Linked DNA regions of Mus musculus: regions 1 and 3 are each linked to region 2. The links are chromatin contacts, called in public HiChIP or PLAC-seq maps. All regions are on one chromosome and are shown on one strand. The core of a region is the stretch at or near the end of the contact, and the rest is flanking DNA. Distances in the headings are between cores, read along the strand shown.

Region 1 (4,277 bases), core at 1,282-3,781, 57 kb before region 2:
GCAGGCAGATTTCTGAGTTCAAGGCCAGCCTGGTCTACAAAGTGAGTTCCAGGACAGCCAGGGCTGCACAGAGAAGCCCTGTCTCGAAAACCCAAAAAAAAAAAAAAAAAAAAAAAAAAGATGGCCTCCGCCTCACTATGTATTCAAACCTCTCCATGAACTCCTAATCCTCCTGCTTCAACCTCCCCAGTTCTGAGATACAGGCAAATGCCACTATACCAGGCTGCAGGAGCCTTTTCCTCAAAGGTAGACTTGAGCCAACAATGCTACAAAGTCACTAAAGGAGGGAACATCCTTGAGGTATTCCAATATGAAAGAGCTGCCTGCCAAGTGCTAGCATACGCCTTTAATCCTAATACTTGGGAGGCAGAGGCAGGCAGATCTCTGAGTTCCAAGCTAGCCTGGTCTACAGAGTGAACTACAGGCCATCCAGAGCTACATAGTGAGAACCTGTCTCAAAAGCAAACAGGGAGGAAGGACCAGACAGATGAAGGACAGACGGACAGAAGAAAGGAAGGAAGGAGTAACCTGACCTTGGGTATGGTTCTCGGCAGCTGGAGACAGAAGTACTCCATGTAACAGATGGCTTTGTGTATGGGATCAGTCCTCTCCTAGGCTCACAGTCAGATTTGACCTCTGATGCATAAGAAAGCCCAGCTCTGCATGTTTGTGTTCTTCTGCCACAGTGTCAAAAAAGGAAGGGCCTGGACTCACATTCATGGTGATTATTACTACGTTTATTTTTCACAAAGTTTATTTAAATGCCAATCAGCCTATTTGGCTACTCTTGGTGGCTTGTGCCTGCAAGTTCAATACTTAGAAAGCCAAGGTTCAAGGCCAGCCCTTACATAGTTATGTAGTCTAGCCTTGGCTACATAGCAACCTAAATTTTTTTTTAAGGCAGCAAAATGGGGAAAAATAGCTTGTTGTATATACATGCCTGACGAGCCAAATTCAGTCCCCAGAACTCATGGAAGGGTGGAGGGAGATAACCAACTCTACAAAGTTTTCCTCAGACTTCCAGACATGAACTGTGGCACACACACACACATCCACTCACATATCCACTCACACATCCACTCACACATCCACCACACACATCCACAGTAATAATTAAGAGATGAAAATGGTACACCGCTTTCTTTGCAGTGCTAGGGATGAAACCCAAGGCCTAGACTATGTCACCCACATGCACGAGGCAAGCACTCTACCACAGAACCAGTTTTAACGCCATCTCCCTCCTACACAGAAGAATTTGAGGTGCAACAAGTTTGATGGATTTTCCTTTTCTCCTGTACATTATATGTGTATCATTTTAAACTATGTGTATGTTTGTCTATGTGGGTATGTGAGCCCAAGCATGGGTCCCCCCCTGAAACTGGAGTTACAGATGTTTTTGAGGAGCCACGTGAGTACTGAGAGTCTAGCAGAGCAGTGAGTGCTCTTCACTGAGGAGACGCTTCTCCAGCCCCACCCTACACTTACTTTAAATACCTATTCAAAATGACTCTAGAGCAGTTTTGGGGAGGTGGAAGCCAGAAAAATCGAGTTCAAGGCCAGCCTTGGCTATGTGGCCAGGTGGAGACCAGCCTAGATTACTGAAGACTGTGTCTAATAAAGAAAAAAAAAACCTTGATAAATAATAGACTCTGGAGCCAGAACTCAGCGAAATATAGCTTGAGTCCCAGCTACTCAGAACGGTGACACTCAATTATCTGAGTCCAGGTATTTGAGGCCAGCCTGAATGGCAGAGTGTCTGTCTCTGTCTCTCTCTGTCTCTCTCTCTCTCATACACTCATATGCTCAATCCATCAAAAATAATAAAACAAATCTTTAAAAAGGCCGGGCAGTGGTGGTGCATGCCTTTAATCCCAGCACTTGGGAGGCAGAGGCAGGCGGATTTCTGAGTTCGAGGCCAGCCTGGTCTACAAAGTGAGTTCCAGGACAGCCAGGGCTATACAGAGAAACCCTGTCTAGAAAAAAAAAAAACAAAAACAAACAAACAAACAAAAATCTTTTAAAAAGCCAAACAGTTGGCCTAATGCAGACGTAGGCCTTTAATCCTAGCATTTGGGAGGGAGAGGTGGGGGAAATCTCTTGAGTTGGAGGCCTTAGGCAGGAATACATAATGAGAACCTATTACAAACAAGAAAAACAAGCAAACAAACAAACAACCCAATCAACCAGGTATAAAGTGCTGCTAATATACTTCCTGTTTCTGAGCTTCACTTCTAAATGAAGCTCAATAAGGAAGGCCCACCCTGCGAAGAAATACAAAGTGTTCTTCACTTAGAGGGAGAGCTCTGAAGCCATCCAATCTCGCTGGCAGCTGAGAGATCTTGGAGAAACCACTGACCTTGAGCTATAAAATGTAGCAAGGTAGCTAACTTTGCAAGACAGGGCTTCTTTGTCTTTGTTATTAACAAAGTTTCCAAAGGAAAGCTGAGCCCCACCCACCTCCTCTGGGTGCCCTTCACTCAGCTATTGTAACCTTCTACATTTCTCATTGTTTCTGTTGCCTGTGAGAACCCATTGGAAACTGATTTCCACCTTGCCATCTCTACCAGAAAGGTAGTCAGACACCACCACCCATCACACATACCTTTTCAACGTGGGGGTGGGGGGTGGGGGTGGGGATATGCATCCAAGGCTCTCCTGGGACATGTGGATTCCAGGTTAGCACACCTAGGCTACAAGAGAACCGTACTCTGGGCACTATGTGGACACGCACTAGCACTGAGTTCCCCCCCAAAAGTCTGGGCACCTTCCTGCCATTAGCAGCTCCAGTTGGACTTCTAGTAAGAGCCTCCTGACCAGTCACCCTTGACCCAGGCAGCATGCAGACTGACTCAGACCATGCATTTACTTGCTTGAAACCCTTCAGTTCCCATTGGTCTTCCAGAAAAATGTAAAGAGCTGGCATCCAGGGCCTTAGTGTGTTCCTACCATCATGATCTGTGACCTTCTCATCTGCATTATTCTCCAGTCATTGAGCCTTCCATCACCACCAAGCTCTTCCCTGCCACAGGTCCTTTGCACTGTTTCCCATGCCCAAAAGTAAAAATTTGGAAGAACTTTCCAGCCTTTCTTCCATAGACAGCCATGTTCACCAGGCTCCTTCGAAAGGTGGCTTACAGGCCACCTATTCCCTGAAGAGTAACTAGCTAAAGTACCTGCTGCTCTCACTCCCAAATATATCTTTATTCTTGTTGCTGGTCTTTGCTACTTTGTTGGTTCTTCTTTTTCCCACCGTTTACTCCTTCATCCCCACTTCACCCCCATCACTAGAAAAGAGAGAAAGAAGGATGGAAGGGAGAGAGAAATCCCTGAATCTAATTCCTTTCCTTCAGTTTCTTCTCTGAAACTAAAATACTGCAAACAAACCCCCTGAACAACCACCAACCACCCACCCCTAGCAGGGCTCTGGCATTTATGTACCCTCTGAAAATTTTCTAGATTTCCAAACCTCACACAATTGCAGAAACTATCTGCAGCTGGCAAAACTGTGCCTCTGCTAGAGCATGAGGCAAATCATAGTCAGCTGCTATGGTCAGTCTGAAGCAGCCCCATAGCCACATATATTCACACCTGAGATTAATATTAAAACACATTCTTACAATATTTCTGTATTTGTTTTTTAAAGAAACCAAGTTCCAGGATTGTCACTAAAAAGAAAAAGGACAAATCAAGCTGAGCACCAGCGGTTCACCTCTCTGTCCCCTGACTGAGGACAAAAACATGACATGCTTCTTCACACCCCTGCCCAGCTAGAGCCAATCTCACTGCATGCCTTCCCAGCCGCCACAGACTGTGAACCCAAGTTAAGTTGCTTGCTCAAGTGTTCTGTAACAGCAGTGAGAAAGCAGTGACAAGAAGAGGTAAAGGATAGTATCATTGTGTCATGTAGGAGCTAGGAATCAATAGCTAGCTCTCTGACTTTGTTAACTGTTTGGAAAATGATATTTAAATTCAAAGGTGAGGGGGCTGGTGAGATGACTCAGTGGTTAAGAGTGCCAACTGCTCTTCCGAAGGTCCCGAGTTCAAATCCCAGCAACCACATGGTGGCTCACAACCATCCGTAATGAAATCTGATGCCCTCTTCTGGAGTATCTGAAGACAGCTACAGTGTATTTACATATAATCAATCAATCAATCAATCAATCAATCTAAATTCAAAGGTGAGATGGCTTAGCGGTAAGAACACTGACTGCTCTTTCGAAGGTCCTAAGTTCAAATCCCAGCAACCACATGGTGGCTCACAACCACCCATAATGGGA
Region 2 (4,503 bases), core at 1,230-3,729:
TTTTGCTTACTTCTTTATTGAAGGGTTTTGTTTTGCTGTTTGTTGAGTTGAAGTTAATATTGTGGATGTTAATTCCTTATTAGATAAATGATTTACAGAGACTTTAAAAAACATTCTGTAGGTTGTCTAAAAAGAGTTAGATTGTTATTTTAAATTGACACATAGTAATCATATTTATAGGGTATAATGTGATAGCTTTTTTGTGAGAGGATGAATGGAGGTAGACAAATCTCTAGCCTTAGTCTTGTTAAAAATCATGTATTAGTTTTATTGTTTTTTTTTTTTATATTGGGTTACCTAAGGTTTTCCCTGAGTAAGATTATGTTATTTGTGAGGAAAGTTTTAATTGTTCCTTTCTTATCTGGGTATCTTTCATTTCTTCTCCTTCTCTGACTAGAACCTCAAGTATAATGCTGAATAGAATTGGCTACTGTGGACATTTCTGTTAAGGATGCACTTTAGATATGGCTAAAAGAGCTACATGTGCTTACCAGGCTTGTTGATCTTAAACTGATGATTTAACCGTTTTGTTTTCCTATCTAAAGTCAAGGCTAGAAATACCTATCCGTCTGTTTCAGAGGGTTCTGAGGATTAAATAAACCCACCATACCATGTACTTAGCAAATTAAGAGTGTTACATGGTTGGTAGGCTCTCTCTGGAGGCTCCATAAGCAAGGGAAAGCATGCACGGAAGTAATTATATAAATAAGATTGCATGTGGTAAGAGTTATAAGGACTATAAATAATGTGTTTAGGGTAAGCTATTAGTTTTGTGGTGAAAACAGTCTTGTGCTGTATAGAGAAATGGTTTCAAAAAATTACACCGGCAACATGCTGTCCCCTAAATTCTTTGGGATTCCATTTAATATTCCTTTATTAGAAATGACTGTGTTGGGCTGGAGAGATGGCTCAGCGGTTAAGAGCACTGATTGCTCTTCCAAAGCTCCTGAGTTCAATCCCCAGCAACCACACCGTGGCTCACAGCCATCTGTAATGGGTTCCAATTTCTTCTTCTGCTGTGTCTGAAGACAGGTACAGTGTACTCACATACATGAAATAAATAGAAAAAAATTTTTTAAAGAAATGACTGCTTATAGCATAAGTTCATCTATTCTATATGAAATGTAATTAACTTTATAGTATTTTATAATGATTTTTAAAGATTTGCTGCCAACAGGCATTTTTAAGTCAAAATGAAATATCGATCAGTAATTGTATTCATTTTCTCTTCATTTGTGAATTTTAGGTAAATTATAGAATCGTTTCAAACCTACAACGTTTGAGATTGCTCTGTTAAGTTCTTCCTCCGCAGCTTATAGTTCGGAGTCTCAATATGCAGAAAATAGTCCCTGACATAGCGGATGGGTTCATAAGTCCCTCCCAGGTTCTCACACTGAATGGTGTTGATGATATGGCAATAGAAGTTCATTTTGCTACATTTAGTATTACTGAGTAGCTAAGGTGTCTAGGACGGTGTATAATTTTTTGTCTTTACTGTTGTAAGGATTCCGGTGTCCAAAATGTTCTCAGTCCCAGTCACTATGCCTTTAAGACTGACGAAATGCTTTTAGGTACTGATGCTGCAGGATCGTGTGAATGAGCTGCTTAAAGCGCCTCCCTCAAAGTGGAGTGGGAAGCAGCTCCCCCCACCCCCCGCGACCCCGCTCTGGAGTTCAAGCCACACCTTCCCCCTATCGGCTGGGTGCAGGTGGCCAAACCCTCAGGACCTGGCACCACTGCTCTGTGGCTTGTCCTATCCTCGTGTCACGTGACATGGGTCAGCTGCGCAGTCGAGACCCTCAAGCAAGGCGGGTGCAAACGCCTAGCACCGGGACCCAGGAATCTAGTCTTTCCGTCACCCCCCCCCCCCACTCCCCAACCAATCCTCCGAACCATCCCGGAAAAGGGGGAGGCCGGTGACGTCACCATCCGGGCACTGGATGGTGGGGCCATGGTTCACAATGGAACAAAAACAAGCAGCCCTAGTCAAACTAGCGACGCGGCTGCAGCTTGCGTGCTTATTAACCCTTTCCTGTCCACATCCCTGCCATTCCCGACAGTCAGTCCCTTTGCCCAGGCCGCATGCCGGATCTCTCCCTTCCCCCCACTCCACCCTCCTCTTTGGAGTGGTCCGAGTCCTTCGTCAGCTCTCGGTTCGGTCCCCTACGGTTTGTAAGGGTCTCTGGCTCCCTCGCATGACCCCCTGCAGTGGCCGTCCGGAAGCGATGGTACGATCTTTCCCTAGCATTGTCTTCCCCTCCCCCACCCAGCTCGCAGTGTTCCAGGCGACGGGGCCTTGTCTGGGCCCCCTAGTGGCCCACAGCGCTCTTCCTTTCTTTCCCTCAACAGCCTGAGGTGGACAGGGAGAGGGGGCAGCTGGCCCAGAGGGGGGCTGGGCAAGGGGAGGGGCCGGGCCGGGCGCTGAGGGCGGGGCTTGGAGGGGGAGGGCCCTGATGGGGGCGGAGAAGCGCTGAGCCTTGGGCGGTGCTGAGACTAGTGGGAGTCTGCGCTGCCGCTGCTGTTGCTGCCGCCGTCGCCGCCGCCTCCGACACTGCCACCGCCACCGCCACCACCACCGGCCGTGCGGGTTTTCTTTCTTTTTCTTTCTGTCTTTTCTTTTCTTTCTTGATTTGTTGGGTTCGCCATATTGACGAGGCTGTGGTACCCAAGGCTGCGGAAGCTAGAGTCCGCCGGTGGCGGAGCCGCAAGCTCTCGGTAAACGGCCCATTGGGGCCCTCCTCCCTGTCCCAGCGAACCCCCTCCCTGCCTGCACCGGCTCCCAGGCCTCGCGGGAGTCGGCCGCCGCCGCCTCGCCCTCCAGGGAGGCGGCCGCCTTTACCGCCCCAGGGCTTGGGGTGGGTGACGGGAGTGAGGACAGGAGCGGTAGCTAAGCGAGCAGGCCTGGAGTGGGGGGACAGAGGCGGCGACTAGGGGAAGGTGAAACTGCCGCTGCAGGAGGAGGAGCAGGAGGAGGTGACGCAGGAGAAACGCACCGCCCGGAGCTTGTCTGAGCTCAGCGCCCGAGCCTGAGGGGAGAAGGGGGAAGAGGGCTGCGGCCGGCCGAGAGGGAGGCGGCGGCCGTGGTCACCGCTGCCCTAGGGCGGCCAGGGTGAGGGCCAGACCCCTGGTCGGTACGCGTCGCGCGTCGCGAGCCCGCCCGCCATCCGCAGCCTCTCATATTTTTGTCCCTCGCCAGCCCCCGGCTTGGGATGCTCCCAGGTTAGGCCCGGTCCCGGGATCGAGCTTTTGCATCTCGTCTCCCGCCTCCGCGTGGCCCGCTTCGTAGGAGACTCCCGGGTTGTGTTTGGTGAGTACCGAGCCCGGCGGCGCCCAGGGCCTCCGGCTGGCTGGAGGGCTGGGGAGGACGGCGCGAGGGGGTGTGTGTGCGTAAGCGGTCCTCCCTTGGGGGCCTGGCTGCCGGGGTTGGGGGTCGCCCCGAGCCCCGGCCGTCGCGGGCGCGCGCGAGCCTCCGTGGTGCGCGCGGCCGGCGTCCCGCGAGCGTGTGTCCGTGTCCGTGAGTGAGCGTGGCGCTGTGTGTGCGTGTGTGTTTTGGACTGGCAGGGAAAATGGCTGACGGCTCCGGCCCTCCCCCTTCCTCCCCCTTCCCTGCCTGACGGGAGTGGAGAGGAGGAGGAGGAGGAGAAGGAGGAGGATGGAGACTCCGGCGCGCCGTGCCGCCCCTCCACCCGCGCGGGAGGTCGGTCGGGAGCGCGCGGGGGCGCGGGCACGGCGCGGGCGGGGGCGGGGACGGTTGGTTCGCGCGCCCCTTAACCCGGCGGCGGACGCCCTCGGCCTGTTCCACTTGACACCGAACGCCATTACTGAGGTGGAGTGATTTGGAGCGGGAGCGCTAGGCCCCGGCGACGCCTGGCTATCAGGCCCGCGGACGAGTTGGCCTCCTCGCCGCCCTCCCGCGATAACCCGCAGTCGCTCAGCGGCCCAGTGCCCTGAGAAGGCCGAGCCGGTTATCGCTCCCCCACACCTCCCTCGCCCCCTCCGGCTGCTCACGGTGGGCCAAAGGCCCGGAAGGATGTTTTGATGCCGAAATCGCTTCCAAGCGACAGTAGACCGACCACCTTTGTATTTTTAGCTGTTCCTGAAGGAGGAGGAAAAAACGAAGACGAAGAAAGGAAATACTAGTATGTGCAAGTTTGTAACTGATAAAACCTTGAGATGCTGGTGATGTGAGGCTGCAGGCTTGATAAATGGCTTGTTTTTCATTCATTGTGAAATATTTAAGTTAAACAGGTGCGAAGCTGGGGGTTTTGTTTCTGTTTGGATTTCTTCAGAGACTGGAAGATAAGATTTTTAGATACGACGTGCTTAAATTATTTTGAAAGTTCTGTAGTTAACACCGTTAATTGAATTTTCACAGCCACAGTTTACAGGTGTGTGTAATTGCCACAGAGGGTCGTTGATTGTAAATGAAGGAATTGTGGGGTTTTGGTAATATTTTTGTTTCTGTTAGTAGGAGAGGCACTCGAAATAATTTTTTTTTAACCT
Region 3 (4,081 bases), core at 1,407-3,906, 43 kb after region 2:
ACTATGTAGTAATTTCTGTATCTTGATTAAATTAACATAAACTTCAGAAATAGTCCCAGATGGCTCTTGAGATTCTATTCACCACATAAGACCAATTTGTCTTAGTATATGCCACATGTCTTAGTCAGGGTTTCTATTCCTGCACAAACATGACCAAGAAGCAAGTTGGGGAGGAAAGGGTTTATTCAGCTTACACTTCCACATTGCTGTTCATCACCAAGGAAGCAGGAGCTGATGCAGAGGCCATGGGAGGGATGTTGCTTACTGGCTTGCTTCCTCTGGCTTGCTCAGCCTGCTCTCTTATAGAACCAAGACTACCAGCCCAGAGCTGGTCCCTCCCACAAGGGGTCTTTCCCCCTTGATCACTAATTGAGAAAATGCCTTGCAACTGGATCTCATGGAGGCATTTCCTCAACTGAAGCTCCTTTCTCAGTGATAACTCCAGCTGTGTCAAGTTGACACACAAAACCAGCCAGTACAATTGGTTTTTAATGTAGGTAGTGCTTACATACTGCTTACATACATACCTACACTGGGTACTCTTAAAATGAAATCACTTTACATCTTCCATTTTATATTTCACAGTAGGGGGAAAAATGACCTCTACCCCAGGCATATAGAGTCAGTCACTAGGTATAAAGCCTAAAAGTCAATATTTTCATTAAGTTTCTCTGATCAGTTTTTTTGTTGTTGTTAGTTTGGTTTGGTTTTTTTTGTTTGTTTGTTTTTTGTTTTTTTGAGACAGGGTTTCTCTGTGTAGTCCTGGCTGTCCTGGAACTCACTTTGTAGACCAGGCTGGCCTCGAACTCAGAAATCCGCCTGCCTCTGCCCTCTGATCAGTTTTAACACATTAAAAGTTATAAATCAGATATCTTGTTGAAATTTTTACTTCTTTGAAGGGAACAAATTAATGAATGTTTTCTGCATTTTTAAATACATCATACACATTTCACACATGCAAAGATAAACTTTTCCCCATAAAGACAGCTGTAGTAAGCAGTTATTGTGAATGCCCTTAAGTTAATAGTCATTCATCCTTCATGTTGAGGTGACTCCTGAAATAGTGGTGAAGTATGACCAGTGACAGACTTGAAAAAGGAAAAAGTATAAAACAGTCATTACATCATTTGGGTCTTCTTTCTCCCAGGATAATCTCTTGATACTTCCTTAATAATTAGTTCCTTAATGATTAATTGATTCCCCCTTTGGATTATCAAGAGCTTGCTAAATAGCAAGCACTTTTTTATAGTTGGGGAGCATCTCACTGTATATCCTTGGCTGCTTGGAACTCACTGTGTATACCAGGTCGCCCTCAAACTCGAGAGATCTACCACACTACCTTAAAAATGAAGAGGAGAAAATGAAATAAGGGTTTTCATTTCATTTAAATATCTTTCTAGGCCAGTTGGACAAATGCAAGTAAAAAGCAACGTGAAAAGCTCCTTGAGCTGATTCGTCGTCTTGCAGAAGATGATAAAGATGGTGTGATGGCACATAAAGTATTGAACCTTCTGTGGAATCTAGCTCACAGTGATGATGTGCCTGTAGATATCATGGATTTGGCTCTCAGTGCTCACATCAAAATACTAGATTATAGTTGCTCCCAGGTAAGGAGGTGGTGTTTGGCTTGGTTGTATTACTTTTGTGCCCCTACAGTACTAGGTAGTATGGCTAAAGTACAGGATAATTTTAGGTTATTTTAGCATTATCTTTTTAATGATTTTAAGAATTGATGTTTATTTAAGCCTGCCTTTCTTAGGTCTCTACAATAATGTTTTAAGATCCATCTGAGTCTCTGGAAGAGGAGGTACAAACAATAGGCCATTTAGTGATAATGTTGTCAAATGTATGGTAAAGGAATCAAATAGATCATAAAATATTAAGGCTGAGTTAGAAACTTTGGAAATAAATATTTTCTTTGCTCATAAAAGATAAAGAATAATTAGAATTTTCTAGGTAGTAGATTCTAATGTCAGGGTGTTGCATTAGCATGTTAATGCATGATTTTATTATGAGATAGAATCTTTTTAAGTTAAAACAAATCTCAAACCTAGTAAATTATAATCAAACTTTACTGAATGTATGTGATAAATTTTAGGATTTTACTTTTTAGAGTTTGGTAGTAAATATGAAGTTAAGATATACCTAGAGCACTTTAAAAAAATTAAACTCTTAGAGTTACAGTATATTTTATATTTATCATGTTAATCTTATAAGAAAAACCGACTTTATAATTCCATGGATTATTGGAATTTAGCTTAATTTCCTTATACATTTATCTTTAAATACTGTGACTTAGAATTTTCCCGAGTATTGATCTATATAATAAAACACTGAAATTGTTTAAGGACCGGGACACCCAAAAGATCCAGTGGATTGATCGCTTCATAGAAGAACTTCGCACAAATGACAAATGGGTCATTCCTGCACTGAAACAAATTAGAGAAATTTGTAGTTTGTTTGGTGAAGCACCTCAAAATTTGAGGTAAGACTTTTAAAACTAGACAGTTTAAATATTTTTATTTATGGTTTGTTAATTTCAATTTGTAAAAGAAAATTTTAAAGAAAGTTAATGAAGTGCCAGGAAACTAAGAAGAAAAGGGCTCCTTTTGGAACAAAAGAATCTTTTGTCATTCCTACATCCTTTGTTTCATTGATATGGAAAGTAAGCCATGATTAAGTGATCAGTACTAAAATCTAAGTGATCTTGCTGTTTGATGCTGTGTCACATGGTAGTTTTCACACCAAAAAAAAAAGATTGTTTTTTTAATTTTTAAAGTTAGTTTAGAAGATTAAATTGCATGGAGATTTAAATGATAGTAGATGGAATGATAGAACACTGGATTTTTTAATTTTTTAAGATTTATTTTATTTATTATATGTAAGAGAAGAGGACATCAGATTTCATTACAGATGGTTGTGAGCCACCATGTGGTTGCTGGGATTTGAACTCGGGACTTTCAGAAGAGCAGTCAGTGCTCTTAACTGCTGAGCCATCTCTCTAGCCCCTGAATTTTTTAAATATTTCTTAAGTATACTTTAGGCCAGCGATGGTGGTACACACCCTTAATCTAAGCATTTTGGAATCAGAGGTAGATAGATTTTTGTGGTTTCCAGATCAACCTGGTTTACACAATTAGGTCTAGGCCAGCCACGACTACAGAGTGAAACCCTATCTCAAATGGAAAAAAACAAAAACAAAGAAACTCCAAAAATGAAAAATAAATAACAAAAAACTTAGGTGTTGAAAAAATGGTACAATGCTTAAGAATTCTAGGTAGTCTTCCAGAGGACTAAACTTCAGATCACAACTATTTGTAATTCAATTTTTAGGAGATCCCATGCCCTCTTCTGGCCTCAGTATGTACTGAATATACATGGTGCACAGACACACGTGTAATAAAAATAAATATTTTTAAAAGAAGAAAGAAAGCGAGTTAATGGATTAAAAAAAAATGTACTATTTTAAGGTTCCAAAATCTGTTTATAAGTACAATTTGTCCTCTTATTTTCTGGGCATGAGTTAGAATGGTTGACATAGAAAGGAAAAATTATGTGGCATGAAAGAAAGCTTGAGTGTAGTGGAACTAATATTCATAAATGAAGTGTGAACAATGAAATCATATAATCTCGGGAGTATTCTTTAAATAATCATGGTTTCCTTGTATAATAGATGCAGGTGGAGGAAAAGGTAATGTTTGTCAAAGTAATGTATTTTGAGTATGTTTGGCCCAGGGTACATATGCCACTTAACCTTTCTGAAATTTATTAACTCTCAGGTAGACATAGTATTCAGCAACTCCTAGAAATTAATGACCTTGTCTATACTAGAATATGAAAGTTGTACTATCTATGAAAGTTGACTGTGAAATTTGTTGTGTGACAAGAACAACTTGGCTGCAAACCAAATGTTCCCAGGGAATAACTTAAACAGCTAGTAGTTTTTAAAATATTATTACTTTTTTTTTTTTTTTACTTTTGGGGGGTAGGAACTCGTTTTTGTATGGCAGTCAGAGAACAACATGTTCTCACCTTCAAAAATGAAAATAATGGGGATCAAGCTCAGGTTTTCAAGCTGGCA

Evidence for each region. HiChIP or PLAC-seq counts read pairs in DNA pulled down with a chosen protein or histone mark.
Region 1: an H3K27ac HiChIP or PLAC-seq map of embryonic stem cells shows a contact between it and region 2, with 17 read pairs. The contact joins the enhancer-like site here to the promoter of Usp9x in region 2. A contact is called at or near these places in 2 of 15 datasets of contacts at CTCF or cohesin (both in embryonic stem cells), 17 of 484 Hi-C or Micro-C datasets (the HPC-7 cell line, embryonic stem cells, extraembryonic endoderm stem cells and 3 more), 14 of 115 datasets of contacts at active chromatin or transcription factors (the SCID.adh cell line, embryonic fibroblasts, embryonic stem cells and 5 more) and 2 of 9 other capture datasets (adipose tissue and liver).
Region 3: a contact with region 2 is called in an H3K27ac HiChIP or PLAC-seq map of embryonic stem cells, with 6 read pairs. The contact joins the enhancer-like site here to the promoter of Usp9x in region 2. A contact is called at or near these places in 2 of 15 datasets of contacts at CTCF or cohesin (CD8 T cells and the NIH/3T3 cell line), 1 of 484 Hi-C or Micro-C datasets (extraembryonic ectoderm), 4 of 115 datasets of contacts at active chromatin or transcription factors (the SCID.adh cell line, embryonic fibroblasts and embryonic stem cells) and 3 of 9 other capture datasets (adipose tissue, liver and pancreatic islet).

What each region holds. Positions count from the first base shown.
Region 1 is chrX:13,011,835-13,016,111 of GRCm38.p6, forward strand. No RefSeq gene overlaps it. Among named protein-coding and RNA genes, the nearest start is that of Gm41890, 19 kb to the left of the region's middle. Within about 2 kb of position 2,532, at least 11 of the 459 cell types and tissues checked have an H3K27ac peak or open chromatin away from gene starts, as enhancers often do. A contact at or near this core is called in embryonic stem cells and induced pluripotent stem cells, where this site is marked.
Region 2 is chrX:13,069,019-13,073,521 of GRCm38.p6, forward strand. Usp9x (ubiquitin specific peptidase 9, X chromosome) reads left to right here and starts at 2,480. Exons shown (of 45, transcript NM_009481.2): 1 at 2,480-2,715.
Region 3 is chrX:13,112,160-13,116,240 of GRCm38.p6, forward strand. It overlaps Usp9x (ubiquitin specific peptidase 9, X chromosome), which reads left to right. Exons shown (of 45, transcript NM_009481.2): 12 at 1,401-1,607; 13 at 2,349-2,485. Among named protein-coding and RNA genes, the nearest start is that of Usp9x, 43 kb to the left of the region's middle. Within about 2 kb of position 2,657, at least 1 of the 459 cell types and tissues checked has an H3K27ac peak or open chromatin away from gene starts, as enhancers often do. A contact at or near this core is called in embryonic stem cells, where this site is marked.